Linked DNA regions of Lactuca sativa: region 1 is linked to region 2. The links are chromatin contacts, called in public Hi-C maps. All regions are on one chromosome and are shown on one strand. Each heading gives the region's core, a stretch centred on a gene start, on an enhancer-like site or on the middle of the called end of the contact. The rest is flanking DNA. Distances are from core to core; before and after follow the strand shown. Region 1 holds the start of LOC111886321 (shewanella-like protein phosphatase 2). Region 2 holds the start of LOC111886329 (acyl-coenzyme A thioesterase 2, chloroplastic).

The links. Hi-C and Micro-C count contacts between places; a contact is called where the count stands out from the background.
Region 1: a Hi-C map of leaf shows a contact between it and region 2, with 7 times the contacts expected there. The contact joins the promoter of LOC111886321 here to the promoter of LOC111886329 in region 2. A contact is called at or near these places in 2 of 4 Hi-C or Micro-C datasets (both in leaf).

What each region holds. Positions count from the first base shown.
Region 1 is chr2:103,695,425-103,700,158 of Lsat_Salinas_v11, reverse strand. It overlaps LOC111886321 (shewanella-like protein phosphatase 2), which reads right to left and starts at 1,745. Exons shown (of 2, transcript XM_042899140.2): 1 at 460-1,745; 2 at 1-20. The coding sequence starts at 1,578.
Region 2 is chr2:103,506,280-103,511,446 of Lsat_Salinas_v11, reverse strand. It overlaps LOC111886329 (acyl-coenzyme A thioesterase 2, chloroplastic), which reads left to right and starts at 3,287. Exons shown (of 5, transcript XM_042899139.2): 1 at 3,287-3,659; 2 at 3,741-4,375; 3 at 4,477-5,127. The coding sequence starts at 3,776.

The DNA of each region.
Region 1 (4,734 bases), core at 496-2,995, 190 kb before region 2:
GAGGTTTCCGAAATTCCATTCTACCCATATAAATACCAGCAGATTATCGCCTCCAAAGTGGACCATCATGTTAACTTCATTTTTAGTTTAGATGCTAATCAACAATAATAAATAATAATCACTTAAACCTACTTTAATCCTTCAGCCGAGAGATTTTAACAGTAAAATGATTAACATAATTAAACCAAAAACTCAAGTTATAATTTTCCCCCAGATTTAATTTTCCAATTTAGAACCTCTCTAGCTATGAAACATTGTTGAATGTATGTCTTTGATTGCAACTTTGGAGTAATGAAATTCGTTTGCAAACTCAACGTAAATCAAATAAAAATCAGAACTTTCTTAACTATGCTTACAATCTCAATAATTTTCTAATTGATTAACAAGACTCAGTAATGTGTACATCTTGAGTGCTAAATTCAATTGTAATAAAAGAGAATATTAGGATTAAGCCTCAACCTGAATTGGTCGTGTTTCATGCTGCTTACGCATCATCAAATCGTGCCTATTCTGATCATACGCCGGATTTGATGTCAAGATTCGTAGACCAGAATCCTCACTGATCTCCAGAACCTCAGGCAACCCGTCAATACACCCCTTAGACATACCAACATCAATCCTTATCGCTTTGTTATTGCAAGATGCGTTTATACCACCCTTCTGAATAGTATGACCCATGATCATCCTCCTTGCACCCGGAATAGTCGCAAGAACATGTTCCAGCATACTACAATCGCAATCTTCAGCCACTTCGTTAGAAAATTTTCTTAGCCAAACAACTGAGCTTCGGGACATGACTAAATCCGAAGATACAGTCTCTTTCAATCCAGTAATCCAATCCCTCACCTCTTCGTTAATCCGTTCCAATCCATAAGCAACATGGTGAGGTAAGATCCCTCCATGAACAAACACGGACTCCCCAACAACAAGCACAGTCATGTTTTTAGACAAAAACCTACTTGCTATAGGACCCTGAGGTCTCAATGCAGCAATCCTTGCTCTAAACCCGTTTACGTATTCTTGTTTAACGCCAGGGAAACTTGTAGGTATCCCATCGTATATATCTTTAGGTTTCTCTAGTCCATCGCATAATCGCTTCATGTTGTTGCCTATAGTAAACCAATCAGCCCAATTTTGAAATTCATCAAGCCCAGATGGATCAGTACACCAAAAATCACCATAAACATTCATGATTTCGTGATTGCCGTTCATAGTGATGACATTACCGCCGACCTTCGCAGCCTGTCGTTTTAGTTTCTCGAGGAAGTAAAGGATTTTGAGTTCTTGTCCACCACGATCGAGGACATCTCCGACTTGTACAAGAGTGGAGGAGCCACCGGACCACTGGTCTTGGGAGTCGATGAGACCAGCAAGACGGAGGGCTTGTTTGGATTTGCGAAGGTCGCCATGAAGATCACCTATGGCTATTAGACGATTAGGGGAAGGGTAGGAGGTTTGAAAAACGGGAGGAGATGGTGGGTCGGGAAGGAAGATCTCGCTGACCGAAAAGTCGACGAAAGTGTCGACAAATGATGAATAGAGATTGGGCAGGTTTTTGCAGGTGTTGTCTGCATCCATTGTTTCTTGTTATGAAGAAAGGAAGAAGAACTGGGTGTAGTGGAGTTGTTTTTGTATGTGTCGGGCATTTGTTTATCGATCTCCAATATTGACTGTAAAGTCACGAACTTTCTCCGAAGGTAGCCATATATTATTATAATGAAATTCAGGAAATTGTGATCAGACCATTCGGTATCACAGAGGTTTCCGTGTTCCAAGGGCGGATCTAGAATTTCAAAATCGCACTCTATGTCAAAGAAACAATTTCAAAGGGGGGAAATATATATACCTATGTAAAAAAATGGGAAAAATACATATATCTATATAAAAAAAATTTAAACCATTGCGGGCATGGACCCCTTTACTCCCTTCTTAAATCTGCCTTGCAGCGGTCTATGCGGCAACGGACCACGGCTACGAACACCACCCAGGTCTTTCGTTTTGGCTCGTGATCGTTGTCCAATATGGTGCAGACAACGACAGATCACGACTAGTGAAAACTCTTTGCTTTGACATGATGGTTGACCATTGTAATAGCTAATTTTGATTTTTCATTTTTTCATTTAATTTTTACCGATATAAATATTACTAAAAACCGTCTAATTTTTCATACAATTATTCTCTCTTTATTCACATTAACACATTTGTATTGTTCTTAAATTCAAAAACTGAGGACCCCCAAAATAATGAATTTGTTAGAAGAGGAAGAAGAGAAGTTAACAGAAACATGATTTAGGTTTCGGAAGAAGAAGATGCTCAAATGTCTAGTTCTTTTGGGGAAAAGTTCGAAGCGTTTCCTATGATTTAATGGGTTGTGTAAATCAAAATGTTGATGAAGTATGTTCGAAATGATGCGATATGAAGGTAAAATGTTGCGAATTCAATGGAATTTACAACTTTATTATAAACAATCTACACAAAAACGATATCGATCCAGTTAATGTGGTCATGGATCAATATGAAAACACAAAACAAAAACATTTTCCACATCTCAATGTTTGGCAAAATTTGAAGAATTCCTCAAAATAGAATAACATTGTTTAAAAAAAATAGGATTACGGGTAGTTGTATTTGTTTATATTTTTTTAATGTGTTCTTTATTTTTATTTTAAATTGTCGTTTTTGTTAAATTAATGTAATGTCTTTTTTTGTTGAATGAAAAACTAGTTTTAAAAAAAATCTATGTTATTATTGTATTTTTGAATTAAATTATAGAAAAAATATGTGGAGTAGCATGTTAGTGATAGGTACCCCATGGGTTTATTGACGGGATGCGGTGATGCGGTGGCACACGCCATTATAATGGTGTAGAGGATATACCAGATGACTTTATATTAACTTGTGAGGGTGTGGAGGATATAAATTGCAGGGATGAACAAGGTGAGATATACCATTAACTTCATTGATATTAGCTAAATATAAACACCGTCATCTATCATGTACCAAATAAAAATCTATTCAATGTTGAGGTACCACTAGGGAAGGGAAAGAATCATACAAATGGTATCATCTATATCAAAGTTTTCGTTTCGAACTAAGTATTCGATATGGAAATGTTTACAATATTTTTATTAAGTCTCTTACTTGTTATAAAAATTTCGAATGGCTTTATCCTGGCATAGTTATAGAGAGAAACTGATTAAAGGGATTGTGAAACTAACTCCAGGGGTAGTTATGAGCACTACAGATTGAATTAATAAATGTTAAAGAGAGGTTCTTTAAATAAAATCCCCCTTTTATTTTATTTGAGCTTGTGTTTATCCAATATGTGAGGTGTTAGGTGGTTTATGTTCGTATTACTAACATCAATTAATGGATGGATATGGAAATGTTGATCTATGTAATAAGATTCCCATGATGAGTCCTCCTAACTTCTTCACAATAATATGGAAAATCTAAAGAATGGTACAAAGGACTGTAGCTTCAAAAAAGAAAAGCGGACTCGAAGTTGGAGGTCTAAAGGTACAAAACATAGCCCTTTTAACTAAATGGTGGTGTAGATTAAAGCTAGAGAAAGACAACCTCTAGAAATAATGAATAAATATCATAGATAATCTAAGGAGGAAACCGGTAACTTACATCACAAAAAATCAATCTCGAGGGCCTGGTGCAACATTCAAAAAGCCATTACAAGCCTTTCAAAATCTCACATTGATTTTAATATGATGTTTTCTCAAATCCCTCATTCCAACGTGGACATTTTGTTTTGGAAGGACATTTGGTATGGAAGAACAACACTCTAAGAGAGATTACCAAGACTATATGAGTTAGAAAAGAAAAAATGGTGCTTTGTCAATGAAAGAATCAACAACTCAACATTCTTCTAGCAAAGGAGGTTTCAATTAAACTGCTCAAAGGATGAAAGGATATTCTTCAGTTTTCAAATCTATGCTCCTTAATCACAAGTATGCCAAGTACGAATTCAGTAGGGGTTTTCGCTTTAATCCCAATCCTGATTGCATATATAAAGTTAATAGAATGAGGATGATAATAGACTCAAAGTCGGGAATTCCTGGTGGACCTCTAATTTAATGGAATAAAGGAATACCCTTAAATGTGAGGTGTTTCATCTGGGGGTTGTGCAGAATTGTCACACCCCCAAACCAGAACGGCGGAAACGTTCGAGGGCAGATGACGTCATATTCAGTATCATAATAGTTCTTAGTAAGGAAAGTACACACCACTATATATATATATATATATATATATATATATATATATATATATATATATATATATATATAAGTTTCAAAATGTTTACATAATTGTATTTGTTACATGTTCAAAAGATAAATACATAAAGATCTTTCAAAAGAAGTAATTAACGTCAGAGCGTTAATCCCCAAAAGTTGGTTTCCAAACCTGCTTAGCGGTTCCCTGAGAATACAAGTTATTTCAAAGAAAAAGTGTCAACAATTAAGTTGGTGAGTTCATAAGCGGTTTTGAGAAAATATATACCATTCCAAAGTTCGTGCGTTTTCCAAGAAAATCCCTTATTTCCTTATAAAAGTATAAAAGACGTATAAATGTTCGTGTTATGAAATTTAAATAGTTGTACTAGGAAAATCCCTTATTTTCCTATTAGTTGATTGTTTTGGATACATGAAAATCCCTTATTTCCTTATAAAAGTATAAAATGCATATGAATGTTCGTGTTGTGAATTATAAATAGTTGTA
Region 2 (5,167 bases), core at 2,038-4,537:
AACTTTTGGGAAAAGGAGAAGAATATAAAGTCTTATGTGAATTTTGTGGGAGTAAATCTGATGGAGTGTTGAAAAATGCATCAAAAGGACAGCGATTTGATATGGTAAAGTGTGAATAGCGGCATAAAGTGGGTATGGTGTCATAACTTCTTGGAAAAGTCAACCAACCCTTAGATAATGTCTTGTACAAAAGATATTATATATAGTAAAGATTTCCCCAAAATGTGATTAAAATATGAATTTATAGGGTATAATATGTTAAAATATGAGTTTGGGTGAAAATCCCTCGTCAAAATCATCAAGAACGAGCTTAATAAGCGAAAGTGGTCGAAAACTGGGACTAAGAGGCGAAGTTGCGAAGTTCCGAGGGTCAGAGTGAAGGTTCGGTCCATGAGACTGAGACCCGAAGACAGGTTCGGTCCGAGAAGGCTCATAGGCAAAGCTTGTCGAGTGGAAACCAAGAGTGAGATGAACCGAGGACCGAAGGTGGTCTGAACCGAAAGTGTGTCTCGGACCGAAGGTTGATTCGAGACCGAATGTTGATTCTCGAACCGAATGTTGATCCGAACCGAATGTAGGTTTCGGTCTTAAGGAGGGTTCGGTTCTATGGTGGGGCTTCGGTCCTATATTGTTGTTTTTCAATTAATCTTCACGTTTCGAGTGGTTTTTGACTAAGTTAAGGGTCAGGATACCCCGAATGATTATCAAAAGTTAAGAGGGATTTTGTGAGAGATTTGGGATAGAGAGAGATATAGTGAGAGAGATTAAGAGACACTTTGTTTGTGACCTTTGTTAGGGTTTAGCCTAGTAATGCAAGGTTTGTAAACCCCATTATGCCTTGAAATGAGTGTTTTAGACCACCCGTATTACCTCACTCACCCTGGTTAGGGTTTAGAATTTCTAAACATTTAAAACTTATGAGTGATACTTTGTATTATGATAGAGGGTTGTACGTAATAAGACATAGAGTATATCCTATCATACAAGCACTAAATAAGTTTATCGGTTTGACTTGTTGACTTGTTGACTTGACTTGACTTTGACAGTTGTCACAAGTCTATCCGGGACGCCATGGGTATGTTGGCCTTCAGCACAAAGCAAATCCGCCTCAACCCAACCACTCTCACACACACATACACACACACACACACACACATATATATATATATATATATATATATATAATAGATAACTATACAATTAACCAGCCAATAACAAACAGACAGATCTTGCAGATCACTAAGCATATCATTATCCTATCTACCAGGATACAGATCTAACAGATCACTACGATACTCAATCTTGCAATAATTAGGATAACAATCCAAAAGGGCCAACCTTGGTGCCTTCGAACCAACAAGTATAGTAAGGAACACTCAACTCTCGATCTGATCCATAGTTGATGAGGTCCCGACTTCGAATCTCAGCTCCAACCAATACATATCCATCCAAATGACCAACACACCGTGTGTTAGGAGGCAAAATGTTGTGTTACTCTTAATGAGACCCGCGCCTTTTCTTATCTCGACACCCCGTATTGGTGCCTCCAACACGTCGTGTTCAGTCCCAAAAGGTGATTTATACCCAAAGTTGCTCCTCAAATTCCAGGTGTTACAAAAATGGGTAAGGAGGTGAAAAATATTTATATTGAAAAGGTCAATAGTAGGTATGAGATTGACATTTTAAACCATGTATAATAGAGACTGATGACAACAAGACGCCTCAAGTGCATATGTTTGTGTCTAACGACCAAAATTAGATGATTTTATATGCTTAACAACTAGACGCGCAATGAATTAAAACCAAATGTTTCGGCATGATTTGTCCATTAGTTATTCTCAAAGTTAGACTTTTTGTAAACCAAATAGAGCAAATTGAAATTTAGGCGTGTTTGGGATTGCTTCTCAAACTCATTATTGACTTTTTGGAAAATGTAAGAATTTCTAACTTTCTGAAAAAGTCATTTTTTTCACTGAAAAATTAATGTTTACCAAACATCTTTCTAACTTATTGATTTTTTTTAAACTAATAAATCATTTTAAAAAACACTCGCAAACACCCCCTTGGTTTCTTTTTGTATTCAAAAGATTAGACCACTTTAAACGTGCGGTCTTTGTGCATCCCTATATGCATGGTTCTAAAAAGTGTGCCTCAAGGTATGACATGGATAGATGTGTGGTATAGTCGTTATGAAAACGTTTAAAACGGGTTTGTTAACGTGAAATAACGTATCAAGGCATGCATTATCGTGCTATGGCGCAAGTTTTTTTCAAATTCGGGTTTTTTTGTTTTTGATTTTATTTTTTTACTTGATAGGGCATAAAATAATGAAGTTTTTATTAACTTTTTTATATTAGATATTAATATATCACTTCTATAAACTTGATATATTTGATAAAATTCAATAATTATATGATTTATCTATTTTAATGCACATAAATTAGTCACACTTTGAAAAACAACATAACTTGCCAAATCTCATCATAACTTAACTTTGACATTGTAATCAAGTCACGTCTCACGTTATTTAGAACATTACCGATATGTCTCCATAGGTCGGTCACTATTAGGCTAATCGGAGTTGAAGGTTTTCCACGCGTGAAAATCCTACCTGGCATAGCAAAAGACGCGTGAACACCGCCCAGGGCCGGTGCTCTGGCTGTGTCGTGAGTCTGAAGATAGGGTGAGACGACCAATCGGAGATGAGTTTGGCAACGGTCCATTTAACCCACAAAAATCCTACCATTAGCAAATTAAAAAAATCAATTTGAAACTTATCAACTACCACTATAAATACCCATTATTTTACTAACATTTTACACCACAAAATAGACAAAACTCTAAGTTTTTTAGAAAAAAAATGAATTAACGGAGGAAGCTCGTCGGCAAAAAACAGCAATCATCGACCTTCAAATTTTAAATACGGTATGCAACTGAATCTCAACCCGGAAAATTTAAGCGTGTTTTTAAAAATTCAACAAGAAATTCTCAAGAACTATCGCAACTAACTTCTATATTTTTTTTAATAATTTAGGTTTAATTTTCTATGTTTTTATGTTTTTTTAGTAATTTAGGTTTAGTTTTTTATGTTTTTTTTCAGTAATTTAGCTTTAACTTTCTATGTTTTGTAATTTAATGTATTGTGGTTGTAATTAATATAAAATAATTTATTATATTTTAAATTATGTTTTTTATTTAATTTAATCATAAAAAAATAAAAATAAAAAAATATATATCATGGAGTGGTTCACATTTTCCATTTATATAAAACATTTTCAATTTATTTGGTTGGTGGTGAGTTTACGGCGGCTTGGTTGCCACCACTCCCACAGTCTCTTCCTTCATCTAACATTCTCATCCGTTACGAAACTTGAAAACTGAAAAGGGTGATTTTCGATCATTTCATAAAGAACTCGATCAATTTATCTTCATCAAAATGTGAAACATAATTTCTTGCTTTTACCTATTTTTGGCAAGGGGGTAAGGAAGGTTTCATTTGATGGATCGATCATCTATGTCTGTCTCATACTTTATGACTACCATTATATTAGCAGAAAGTTTCTTGACAAATTGATTTCAATTTCAAACACATGGAACATTCACCATCACTTCCGGGGCCTCCCATGAAAGAAAGAAAAAAGTGTAGCAGACCTGACCTAGTAAGTAGGGGGATCGGTTAAAATCCATTGTGGTTGCCTATTTGATGTTTATTATGTATAACGTTATCTTTGTTTCTGTAGGTATAATTCCTCTTTCAATAAGAAAATCAAACGAAATGAGAGCACTAAGATTCGGTTATGGTGTTGCTGTTACAACATTAACGAAAAAACTCAGATACCCATCACTGTACACCACTCGTTTTCTCCTTTTGAATCACAATTACGATTATCGATGTCGTAACCCACACAAAAGCTTGAATCTTTCCTCGAAAAATCCCCAAATATTCAATCGTTTGTTTTGTAGTTTCAGGTCATATTCCTCTTCGGGGCCACCAGACCCACCTTCGATCAGCGGAATCGATCCCAATTCTGTTGCCTCCACTGTATCTTGCCCTAATTCTCAACGTCTTCAAGATGACGATGTGTCCGCCATTGACGCCGGTTCTTCCTTGCGCAAGCCTGTCTGTATGTGGCCTGGTATGTATCATTCACCGGCCACAAATGCTCTTTGGCAAGCGAGATCCATTTTCGACACCCCTTCTTCGGATGTCGACTCCATTACTGAAAAAACTCCATCGCACAGCCGGACTACCATTCTTTACCCTTTTTCTTCCGATTACATTCTCAGAGAACAGTACAGGAATCCATGGAACGGAATTCGTGCGGGGAAATTGCTTGAAGACCTTGATGCTCTCGCGGGTACCATCTCCTTCAAAGTACGCCCCTTTACCTTCTCTTTTGTCAGATTATATGCATTCATGAGAGAACATCGTGATTATAACAGTTGTGGTTTCTGTTGGATCTGTGAAACAAACAGCACTGCTTCAATAATGCAGGCATGGCGGATTCCTTGTTGCTAGTGACTGCTTCTGTGGACAAAATGGTTATCAAAAAGCCGATTCTTGTTGACATTGATTTGAAAATAGTTGGAGCTGTTACTTGGGTTGGTCGTTCTTCCATGGAGATTCAGTTAGAAGTCCTTCAACCCACTGAAGAAACATCCGATCCTCTAGACTCGCAAGCTTTAGTCGCCAACTTCACTTTTGTGGCGCGTGATTCCAAAACTGGAAAATCAGCAATAATCAATCAAATCACACCCGAGACTGAAAGGGAGAAATCCCTATGGAAAGAAGCAGAAGAGAGGAACAAATTAAGGAAAAAGAGAAGACAAGAAAAGAAGAAGGAGATTGAAAACGAAAAGGAAGCAGAGAGGCTGAATGCATTGTTGGCTGAAGGACGTGTGTTCATTGACATGCCAGCTTTGGCTGATAGAGATAGTATTCTTATAAAGGACACGTGTCTACAAAACTCATTGGTATGTCAGCCACAACAAAGGAACACCCATGGAAGAATTTTTGGAGGGTTTTTGATGCGTAGAGCTTTTGAGCTTGCTTTTGCAACCGCTTATACTTTTGCTGGAAGTGCACCACTCTTTCTTGAGGTTGATCATGTTGATTTCTTGAAACCTGTAAGTGTTATATAAGGGTAAAATGGTCATTTACTCACAT